2 separate regions of the Danio rerio genome follow, and region 1 is linked to region 2. The links are chromatin contacts, called in public Hi-C maps. All regions are on one chromosome and are shown on one strand. Each heading gives the region's core, a stretch centred on a gene start, on an enhancer-like site or on the middle of the called end of the contact. The rest is flanking DNA. Distances are from core to core; before and after follow the strand shown.

Region 1 (5,869 bases), core at 1,136-3,635, 280 kb before region 2:
TCATCAAATTAAAAAACATTACATATAGAAAAAATGTACACTCATTTTGATTCAATTGATAATAGACATATCAGTGGTGGTAAAAAGCTGATGCATTTACATGTAATTTATGCATATGTGTGTGAACGTAACATTCTGTAGTGCATTTAGTTTTTGTTTAAAGACATTTCGGTCATCATGCAGTAAACATTCTGTCATCTTCTCATCAGTAAACAGTCTCTGGGTCAGTGCGTGTAAAGATCTTAAACACTTTTAATGCTTCCTAGCAGTTTGTTGCATTTATAAATCACCCATGTCTGGAAGTTTAGTATGATGTGATTTACTTTTGATTTGATTGGACAAGAATCACAGGGCTGATTTTTCTAATCCCCATAGACAGGAAAAAATAAAGCAGTGGCTAGATTGAAGAAAAGTAGTGGAGTAAAAGTACGATACAGCACTAAAAATGTACTCAAGGGAAAGTAGAAGTACACTTTTTAAAAACTACTTAGTAAAGTACAATTTCAGAGAAAACTACTCAATTACAGTAGTTTAAATGTTTGTAATTTGTTAGTAAAACCACTGGCCATAATTGATTTTTTATACTGGAAAACAAGACAAAAATACTTAGTATAAAAAAATGTTTGCACTGCATCGTCTATCATGCATTGTAAGTTTTGACTGCAAATTTTGATAGAAGAACAATGGTGTGAAACATGTTTCAATACACATGACTGCTGTAATCACCAAAACATCACATGCTGGGGGAACACGTCTCTGTCTCAACATGCATTTCACATGCGACTTGTCCATATGAAGGGCCACGTGAGACATCAAACTAAAAGATTTATGGGGCTGAGACTGCAGACAGAGAGGAGAGATGAGACCTTCTCCAGTGTCACACTAGGGTCACATTTAGGCCCAGCCCACAAAAACACTGCTTTTCAAAACCACAGTTGTTTGGCCATTTATTCATTCACAATCAGTTCACAGAAAACCAAATATTTTTAGGTTAAACAGTCATTAAAACTTGTACAATAAAACTAAAATAACAAATGTTAATTGAAAAAATAATTAATTAAAAATATATTACAATTTAATTAAAATGTTATTACTCTATAGACACATTCAGAAAAATAACAATAAAAAAAGACATTCTAAATAAAAAAAATACTTAATAAAAAGTACAATAGTTATTTAATGAGAAAAAAAGCTGCTACTAGATACAATAAAATGTATTATTATTCAATCTCTTTCTATTATTCATTCTATTATCTTTTAATTGCTTTATTAAGCTGGGGTTGCCACTGCAGAATGAACCGCCAACTTATCCAGCATGTTTTACACAGCGGATGCCCATCACTGGGAAACATCCATACACACTCATTCACATACACTACGGACAATTTTAGCTTACCCAGTTCACCTGTTCACGTCTTTCAAATTGTGAGGGAAACAAGCACTTGGAGGAAACCCACGCCAACACAGGGAGAACATGCAAACTCCACACAGAAACATCAACTGACCCAGCTTATAATTATTATTATTATTATTAATTATAATATTTTCCCTGACCATGAGGCCAGAATAACAGAGGATCATATCAAATATATTCATAGAAACTTGTGAACATCACACTGATAAACATTGACCGCATTGACCCAACTGTTCTTGTAAGAGACTACATGTAACAGATCAACAGTAGATGGCGCTGTAATGGTGTGCAGCGTCTGAAATAAGACAAAAAAAAAATAAGAGGAAGAGTGACGAAAGAAAAGTAAGTTACTCCATCACAGAAGGTGGCGATATGCACCTTTAAAGTTGGTTCGCTACTCGCCATAAAACCACGAAGAAGAAGAAGAAGAAAAGTAAGTAGAATGGCAACCTGCTATAGTCACAAGGAGGCGAGAGAGTAAGAAATATATTAATGTTCTTTTCAAGATATAATTTTACTCTTCACAGTACATTTGAAATAAATATATTGAAGGCTATTAAGAATTCTCAATGTAATTTTCAAGTGTAAACTATTGTTCAAAGCGCTGCTGGACCAGTTTTATCGCGTGACACCTGTTACGTTTTTCAGCGGTGCATGACAGAATAGCTGAAAGGACCAATCAATGTCGTTTGTGGTTAGTAGGTAAAGAGGGGGATTTAATAGTTTTATAAAATTAATTGAGTCATTGTTGCAGTTTTCTTTCATGCACCACAGTTATTTTTAATGCTTGTATTTAAACGATGATACATTTTAGAGTACATATACCTGCAGCCAAACACAAAACGCCCTCAAATGTGAATTGTATCACTGGAGAATTCAGCCTTCTGATCCTCCAAGCGCCTCTGCTGGAGGAAATGTTTGCGTTTAAAGGATCTTCCCAAGATTTTTAAGTGAGCATGACGCAGATGATGTGAGGTTAATGTTCATATCTCAGCGTTCAGGTAACCTCTCTCGTTTAGAGTAAAATAAATTGTATATTCAGCAGCAGCATTGCACATTAATTCACAGCCTTACTGTTATCCTTATGATACGGTTCGGGTTGAAGGTTTCAGTCGTCAGATATTACGAATGCTATGCGCACAGAAATTACAATCAAAGTGAGCTTACTGTGTGACCACTAAACTAAACTTTACGGAACTCTTACTTCACTGAAAAGTGTTGTAATCACATCTCCAGCACATACATGTAAATGTAATGTAAAGGAAATGCAAAGTATTTTTACCTCGCATTTTTCTGCCTTTTTGTTCTTATTTTGGTTCTTTTTTATTTAATTTACTTATTTGTACAATTTTACCTTCTGTTTGGAGATGAAACATAGACACAAACCTAAATTGTGTTTACTTGTAGTTATCTTAAAAAACATATGAACCAAGAGAGTTTAAGTAAAGTTATTTTTTTATTTTTGATCTACAAAGACGTTTAGTATACAGTGGTAATACTGGAGTAAAGAAAAACATTCCCGAACGAATAAAGTATGACAATCACAGTCAACTACTAAAGTACCTCTATTAATTAGTAAAAGTGATGACGTTGAAAATTCATAGAAACAGCAAATGTTAGCTAAATCATAAACAAGCAAATGCTTCAAAGTGGCAAAGTACATGTTGCGAAATATGCTCGCTGAACTTACTTTGATATTTTTTTTGTTTGTTTCTATTTATATCTCACCCTAAGAATTAAGATTAACTCTTCACCTTTATTTTATTATCTTTCAGCTCATTGAATCACAGACCAGACTGACTCTTAATGATGTCTCGAGAGCAGCTTGCTGTTCAACAGGCCAGAAAGGCATTCTTGACCGGAAGATCCAAACCCCTGGACTACAGAGTCAAACAACTTAAAAACCTAAGCCGATTCATTAAAGAAAGAGCAGCAGACATCACTAATGCCCTGAGAAAAGACCTCTATAAGGTGAATCAAAATTGCCAGCTCTGCATATTCTGTTTGGATGATTAACTGGGTTGAACGTAATGTCTGTGTTTTTGTAGAGCGCAAACTCAACACAGTTGTTTGAGATCCTTGGCTTGGAGGGAGAGATCAATCTGGCTGTCAGCAAACTGGCTGAGTGGGCAGCACCTCGTCCTGTGAATAAAAACCTTCTGACCATCTCAGACGATGTGTTCCTACAGCCAGAGCCTCTTGGTGTTGTGCTCATCATTGGGGCGTGGAACTATCCAATAGCAGTTACCCTGCAACCTCTTGTTGGTGCCATTGCTGCAGGTGAAGCATAAACCTACCTTATGTTGACATTATTGTTAGAGTCGTGAGACTACAAGTTTAAAGAAATTAGTCCAAAAAGCGTCATTAAAGTCTGCAAGACATCCAAATTTACAATATTTATGTTGCTAGCACACATTGTTAGTCATATGGTGAACAATTAATCCAAACGTTCCAGTCAACTTAAAAAAAAAAACAGTTTGTTTTGCTAATTTGCATTTAATCAAAATCAAAATGTTTGCTTTAACTCTGGAATTAACTATTAGTTTGGTGAGTGTGAATGATGAGAGGAGTAGCTCAAAAATAAAACCCCAGCCCCAACTCAATATCCATTTGAGTTGAAAATAGCTGATCATACTGAAAAAAAGTCTGCAGCAACTTCCAGTTCATGTGAACGTTATAGCATCATATATTAGTTTATACGACCCATTTCAAGACAATATTCTAGTATACTGAAGAAAAATGTGTGTGTGTGTATGTGTATATATATATATATATATATATATATATATATATATATATATATATATATATATATATATATATATATATATATATATATATATATATATGTATGTATGTATGTATGTATATATATATATATGTGTGTGTGTGTGTGTGTGTGTGTGTGTGTGTGTGTGTGTGTGTATATATATATATATATATATATAGATTTTTTTTTTTTTTAATACAGACCTGCAAATTAGCTAACTTCTAGGTAATTAATGCTTAATACAAATTTAGTTTATTTATAATATTTTAACTTTTTTATTAGACAAACTTTAGAAAAGTCTTAATGCTAGTTAAAAGCACTTTATAGCAGTAATTGTGGCCAAAAATGATATCTGGCTTATAAAATTTGATATGTTATTTCAAATATAATAATGTCTTACTATCCATATTTTGTAGTTGTGATTGGAAAGTGTAAAAGTTCAAGCATTTGTAATGAAACATAACATAGCACTTATAGAGAAAGCACAGAACAATGTCAGATGAACTTAAATATTCATTATCAAATTCTGTTCTAATCAAAGGTATTTTATATTACCTATGAGAATTTTATTTATATAATTTTTTTTTATTTTACCTATTTTTTCAGCTATATTCCATGATCAGTTGTAGTTCCTTTTCCCCCAGATACATTTGTCATGTTACTCGTATTTTCTTGATTCATTTATACTTTTAGAGTCATTGAAAGCTAATTTTGAGCTAATGTCCCTGGACGTACTGTAACCTTAGGTCATTGTTGTATTATTACAGCATTTATTATTTACTTGTTGGATCCCAGAAAGAATGGGTTAGGGATTCAAATAAATAAACAAATAGTCATATTGAATGTGGAAAACATGATTTTAATATTAATGATTTTAATATCTAATATTCTCTTCATCATCATTTACTGAAATCTCTAATGTTGAATTCTGCAGGTAATGCTGTAGTGGTGAAGCCATCAGAAGTGAGCTCGCACACAGCCAGCGTTATGGAGCTCATGTCTCTCTATCTGGATTCTGTAAGAATTCATTCAGTGAAACTGATTATAAATTATTTTACCTGTTTAATTAATCTAAAGTAGTTCTTAATGTGTACAGGAGATGTATCAGGTGGTGACAGGAGGGGTTCCAGAGACTCAGGAGCTGCTGAAGCAGCGTTTTGACCACATCTTCTACACTGGAAACAGCACAGTGGGCAAACTGGTTATGGAAGCAGCTTCTCATCACCTCACACCAGTCACTTTAGAACTGGGTGGAAAAAGCCCCTGTTATATTGACAAGAACTGTGACATTAGAATTGCTTGCCGGTGAGTTTGCCATCATCAGCTTGAATCTAAATAAACACAGATCATTTGGGTTAAATGGTAATATTAATCAATCAATTTCATCAATATAATGCTGTCCATCATTGTTCTTAAATTCTCAGTCGGATTACTTGGGGAAAGTATTTGAACTGCGGTCAGACCTGCATTGCTCCTGATTACATCCTCTGTGAATCCAGCATCCAAGACAGAGTCATCGATGAGATCCAGAAATGCATCAAGGTGGGAATTTAGATGTAGTTTGACAAAGTGGACTTTTTGTCTTGATTAGGTTTATTTGCATGCAATTATTTTCCTCAGTCTTGAAGGTTGAAGTTTTTGGATTCTGAAAGCTTCATTTATGCATCTTATCTCTGTGTAAAGAG
Region 2 (5,749 bases), core at 694-3,193:
TTACATCTTTTAAAAAGGGGCATAATAGGTCCCCTTTAATACCAGATGTAAACTAGGCCAATACAAGTGTATAGCCTATTAAAAAGGAGGTTTTATGTGACTTAACCAACCTGTAGCTCCTTCTGGCACAAGTCTATCAAGCCCTGAATCTGGTAATACTTGGCCTCTGCTAGGAGCTCCATGATGCTCTGTCTGCTTTTTGGCAAATTCACAAATCCATCACGGAGATAGCTGAGAATGGAGCCAAAGTGTTTCCCACAGCGATCTATTAGGATCCAACCTAAAAAAAAAAAAAAAAACCACATTGAGCCAAGGCTGAAGAGGTTGCATCTTCTCTCAGGGCTGTTTAAATAACTCACCTTCCTTATCTGTGAGCACCTCCATCTTGCCGCTGAACATGGATCTCAGCAGGGTGTCCTGTCTAGTGAGCACCTGCAGTGTGGAGTAGTACAGATTTCCACCAACATTGAGCTGAACGTACTTATTTCCGGTCACACCACGGTAGGTGCAGGTGTTAGTCTTGGGGCAGCCCACTGAAGAGACTGGCAGGATGGGCCCGGTGTGTGGCTGAAGCTGGTGCAGGCAGCTCTCTCCTGACATGTCCCTCTGTAGGTAGATAACCACCCTGCACACGATGGGTCTGATTTCCCCTGCCGTGGTGAATGCTGCTGGCCAGGCTGATCGTGATGCCAAACCTACATGCTACACATTAACTAAAGCAATACAGAAGGATCTTTTGAACACTTATTACATATGTGGGTGCCTTTTTTGACCCTGCTTGAACATGAAAAAAAAAAAAAAACAATTGTGATTATTTTGGTTAATTTTGAAATTGTGAATATTTAAAACAAGTGGACCATATGACCCAAAAATGTTTTTAAAAAGGTGACAGTATATGATGCTATAATTGTTTTACTTCTACAATTTTTTTTTCAGAATTGTTAGAAGTCAAAATCTAAATTTAATTTAAATGAAATGAAAATATACATGTTTACAGAAAAATAAATCAACATACATATATAAATACAGTTATTACTAAAGAAACTACACTTTTTCAAGAACTTTAAAGACCCCAAAGAAAAACAATTTATTTTTTAAAATAAGAATTAAGACATATTGAAAATTGGTCACTTTACAGACACTTTACACTATTCTTGAACTGTTTGAGCAATTGTGAGTTATAAATTCAAAATAATTAAATTTAAATGAGGTTAATCATCATAATTTGCAGATTAAACAATCTTAATTTCATACAATTACATATTCAGAATAGTTCAAGTGCAATTTGAAAATACATTTTATATCAATAAAAAAGGGATAAAGAAGAAGTAACATCAGGGTTGCAAAGTTGAAACATAATGAATTCCAACTGTTTATGATAACAATTCTTTGTCCAAAACAGACCTGAAATTTAAACATTTCTCCTCACACAAGTCAGTGAAAAACATGGAGGCTACTTAAAATAAATTGATATTTATTTACAACTGGCCATGATAACAAATTTAAACTTGCCAAATATTCAGTTCACATTGTGTATATCTTTATTGACAATATATTAAATTCTTTTAGTTTAAAGAAAATCTTGATCTTGTGTGTTTTACAGATTGGCAACGCTTTTGAGCAAACGTTTCTGCTAATGTTTCTATTGTGCTAATTTCACGACTAAAAGGCGCAATAACAAAACACCTCAGAGCTTTAGTTAGGGTTAATGCTAGTTTTAAAATACTTCAGCTTATTTAATTCAAAACAACAAAGTTTAGAACAGGTTATTACCATGAAAAAACTTTTCGACGCGTAAAACTCACCCGCTCTGCCGCAGTATAACTCGTCGGCGAGTAACTGAAGTCGACAGTTCTTCAACTCCGCTGTTTTACTTCAACCATATTTGAAAAAGAAACGCATAAACAGTTCTATCAGACCATTTAAAAACAGGGAAAATACCTTTCACATCTACCTTCAGGGCGATGGCTAACAAATGTGATGGATGGCTCTTCTTCGTTGAAAGATCAACAGCAACAGGTTAAACCGTATTAATGATCTACTGCCACCCATTGGCTAGTGCAGGGACAGTCAACAAAAGATAAAGCCCTGAGATTAAAAAAATGTACATTTATGCTAGGTTTTATTTTTATTTAGACAAATGCTTTAATCTAAAGCGACTTACAAATGTAAACAATATGAATACGCAAAGCAAACAAAATGGTAATAAGTATATATAGTATAGATATCATATATACAGTAAATGGAATATATAAAAGGCGATTTATATTATGTATAGCATATATAGAAAAAGATTACAAAGTAATACTTTAAAAAAAGTAATATTTAGATTTAAAAACTTCTTCATTTGATAGCTAATTAATATTAATATAGCTATATTTATGTTTACCCATGGTTTTAACTTAACACCACAAGTTGTAACAATTTCATAAGTAGACTTTTATTTTGAATTGTATACCCAAAATGACATTGTATGTTCTCGAATTATTGCAACATACAATGTGAATCTCCGTTTTTGTACTGTTATTCTACCTCTACATCTTAGCCTTTATAGAACACATATAATAATTAATAAAAACAAACACTGTTAAAATAACATTCCTAATAAAAAAAATATTGGGACTTTTAGCTGCTTTTGACGCAGCCCGTGACGACATTAAAATACCCGCCTTTACGGAATAGTCGACAGACTCGATTGGCTCTCTGCACCTGCCAATCACAATAGACGTAACCAATCAAAATCGTTTGTCCTTTCCACTCGCGCTCCGGGTACGAACTGCATCATATTCAAGATGTCGGCGGTGTCTGTGTATCCCATGTGTGTCCGGGCGAGCCGGGGCCTGCTCAGACTGAGGCAGGGGGCCCGTTGCTCCACGGCCCCTCCGCTGCTGGATGTCGTCCGGCCTTTATCCGCTGACACGTCCAGTAGCAGCGCAACAGGGGGACTGGCACAGGCGATACTGCAGGAAAGGCTTCAGCAGCAGCAGAAGAGCCAGGTGAGAGCTTCATTTGACCGCCTGACATTCCTGCATGACAGGAAAAATTCAGAAAGCCGGTCATTCCGTTATGGAAACTGACCTGCGTTTTTACATTCTGACATGTAACTACTGTAATATGGCGATGAATGAACGACAAGAAGTGGCTGGATTCTTCAGTAGTTAGGAAAGGTTGACAGGTGCTGGTGTGGTTTGAATGAAGTCAGGCAACATTGTGTTATGTGTGTGACATATGAGCTATGACTTTGGTTATATATTCAGCAAGCAAATGTGTATCATTTTAAATATTATAATAATATATTAAATGTATATAATTAGCACAATAAATTGGCCAAAAGATTAAAACAGAGTTGGATTACAAATACTCTCAATTTCATAAATAGACTTTTAATTTAAAATATATGCCCAAATTACATTCATGCTATAACTTATATGTTATGTCAAATATATAATGTGAATCTCTGTCCTTGTACTATTATACTACCTCTACATCCCAGCCTTTATAAAACACCTATAATAATCAATAAAAACAAACACTGGTTTAATAACATTCCCAATAGACTGAATCTATACTTAAATCAAACCGTTATGAGAAAATTGCATATTTAGTTTCATATTTGAATCTTATTTGATATGTCATGCTTTTCTAGCTTGTCTTGATATGCTATAAGGTAAATGTGAAAACTGCATTTTATTCATAAGTATATCCACCCACCCATCCATCCATCTATAATCTATCTATTCATATCATTTATTTTGTTATGGCAACGAATAGTAAAATGCAGTTCTTACAGTCTGTAATGAAATAAAGGAGACTTTGATTACATTTAACATTAAAGTAGATTACTGACGATGACCAGTTCTTCAAGATTTGATGAACCACTGTTAGTGTTGTTATTAAATGTTCGGTCAGCTTGGTTGCATGTCATAATACTTAATAATGTTTAAAATCAAAAGCTGTAAATGTTAATAATGCATATAACTTCACTGAGATAAATACATGTTTTAAATGTGTTTTTCATGCTAATTATTGTAGTTATCAAATTTATCCGAAACATAAAGTGTTACAGAGTTAGTGATTTATCATAACAGCATAGCAGACACTGAGGTAAAGTTGGCTTTATATTTACACATGGAGATTTTCTGCTTAATGTAATTTCAGAAGAGTATTGTTTGCTAATTCTAAATAGGGAAATCGTATTAGCAGCCAATGACTATCAAAGTACAATAATTCTCAGAGTCAAATAAATAGTGCTAATGTTGTTATGAAGTCTTACTTGCATGTTATTTCAAACTGAATAATCAAAGTACCGTGGTAAACAAAATAGGGAGCTTGTCACAAGTTGTCATTGAACGAATGTGCGAGTATAAAACCAACTTTACCCCAATATAGCAGACTGCTTGCATGAAATTGTCAGATGTCACTGTGCCAATAATGTCTTTAAAAGATTATATTTTAAGGGTTAAAATATATAAAGTATCAAGGGATAAAAAGCACTCTATAAGCAAAGTTGCAAATGGCATTGTTTTTACATGTCATGTTGATCATGCTGATTATGTTGATCATTTAGAGCTCTTAGAAATTACATACCAAATTTGATATTGTTCATTTTATATAGAGACCAAATGCTAAATGATTCCGTTAAATGTGTGGTTTAAAATGACATTAATGACTTTTTAACATTGGAGCTGTAACATGCAAGGTTACGAGTCCTCTTTTGACTGTTGAATAGAGATAAGGGCTGAAGGCTGAATGTTTTGTTTTCAGTGCCACGGAAGAACTGATGTTTGTTTCCTCAAAACCTCTCAGTGAAAAGAACAGTTCTTGTCTCAGCGTAAAGAAAATGTAAAAAATCTAAAGAATATTTTTCACTGTAAAGAACCTGAAGGTTCCAAAGTTCCGATATTTTTTTTGTCTGAGTTTTTGACAGAGTAAAGTAGAGCCGCTTGTATCGTTTCAGCATTGATATCGCAATGTGCGCATCTGCAATTGTCACATTGCAGGATCGTCAATGTCAAATCAAGGTTATAGTTGGCTAGGAGCCACAGTTGATTGTGTGTTTTTTTTAAGCGCGTGATTGTGTAAACATTTAAAGCATTCACGCAATAGGAATGATAATGTTTTTAACTTTAAGAAAGCTTAATTGTATTTAAGTATATATATACACACAACGAAAACTAAACTGTTATTTTACATTGGATTACTCAATTTGTTTACCTGAATCTGTTGTTATTCTTCATGTACCTATCTTTGCTCTACAGTTTTATCAACACGTTTGGTTGGTTTATTATATTTAATGCAGATGCACTCTACAAAATCATCATAATCAGTTGTGTAAACTCTTTCCAAATAAAGCTATTCTATTTATCTAGTGAAATCATATACAATATCGCAATATGTATAACATAAAAATAAAATATTGTAATGTTAGTTTTTTCCAATATCGTGCAGCCCTAGAGTAAAGGCAATTGGTTTCACTGAATGAAAGCTTCGCAGATTGTTCAAAACAGTTCAGTTGATGCATGCATTGCAGTAATTATTTAAACTGGCTATTGCATAAGCTTCCAGGTTCAAAAAGTGGCGTTCTTGTTGAATAACTGACCTGAAGCTGATGGTTTTACATTTTATGCTAATAATCTCAGGCGAGTTTATGATGGGATGCTTTTGACACCTTGTTCACAGGAACAGCCTCCTCCAGAGGGTGAAGACTCTGGCCACAAGCAAGATGAACAGGGCGAGGACAAGAAACAGA

Evidence for each region. A called contact is a pair of places that touch in the nucleus more often than the background predicts.
Region 1: a Hi-C map of hematopoietic stem cells shows a contact between it and region 2, with 2.7 times the contacts expected there. The contact joins the promoter of aldh3a2a here to the promoter of tnfaip1 in region 2. A contact is called at or near these places in 2 of 18 Hi-C or Micro-C datasets (caudal fin and hematopoietic stem cells).

The regions. Positions count from the first base shown.
Region 1 is chr15:23,303,562-23,309,430 of GRCz12tu, reverse strand. It overlaps aldh3a2a (aldehyde dehydrogenase 3 family, member A2a), which reads left to right and starts at 2,385. Exons shown (of 11, transcript NM_212649.1): 1 at 2,385-2,415; 2 at 3,190-3,385; 3 at 3,463-3,694; 4 at 5,119-5,201; 5 at 5,281-5,489; 6 at 5,609-5,726. The coding sequence starts at 3,224.
Region 2 is chr15:23,019,909-23,025,657 of GRCz12tu, reverse strand. tnfaip1 (tumor necrosis factor, alpha-induced protein 1 (endothelial)) reads right to left here and starts at 1,943. Exons shown (of 7, transcript NM_199799.1): 1 at 1,806-1,943; 2 at 360-713; 3 at 111-280. The coding sequence starts at 600. timm50 (translocase of inner mitochondrial membrane 50 homolog (S. cerevisiae)) reads left to right here and starts at 2,761. Exons shown (of 11, transcript NM_200665.2): 1 at 2,761-2,996; 2 at 5,680-5,749. The coding sequence starts at 2,793.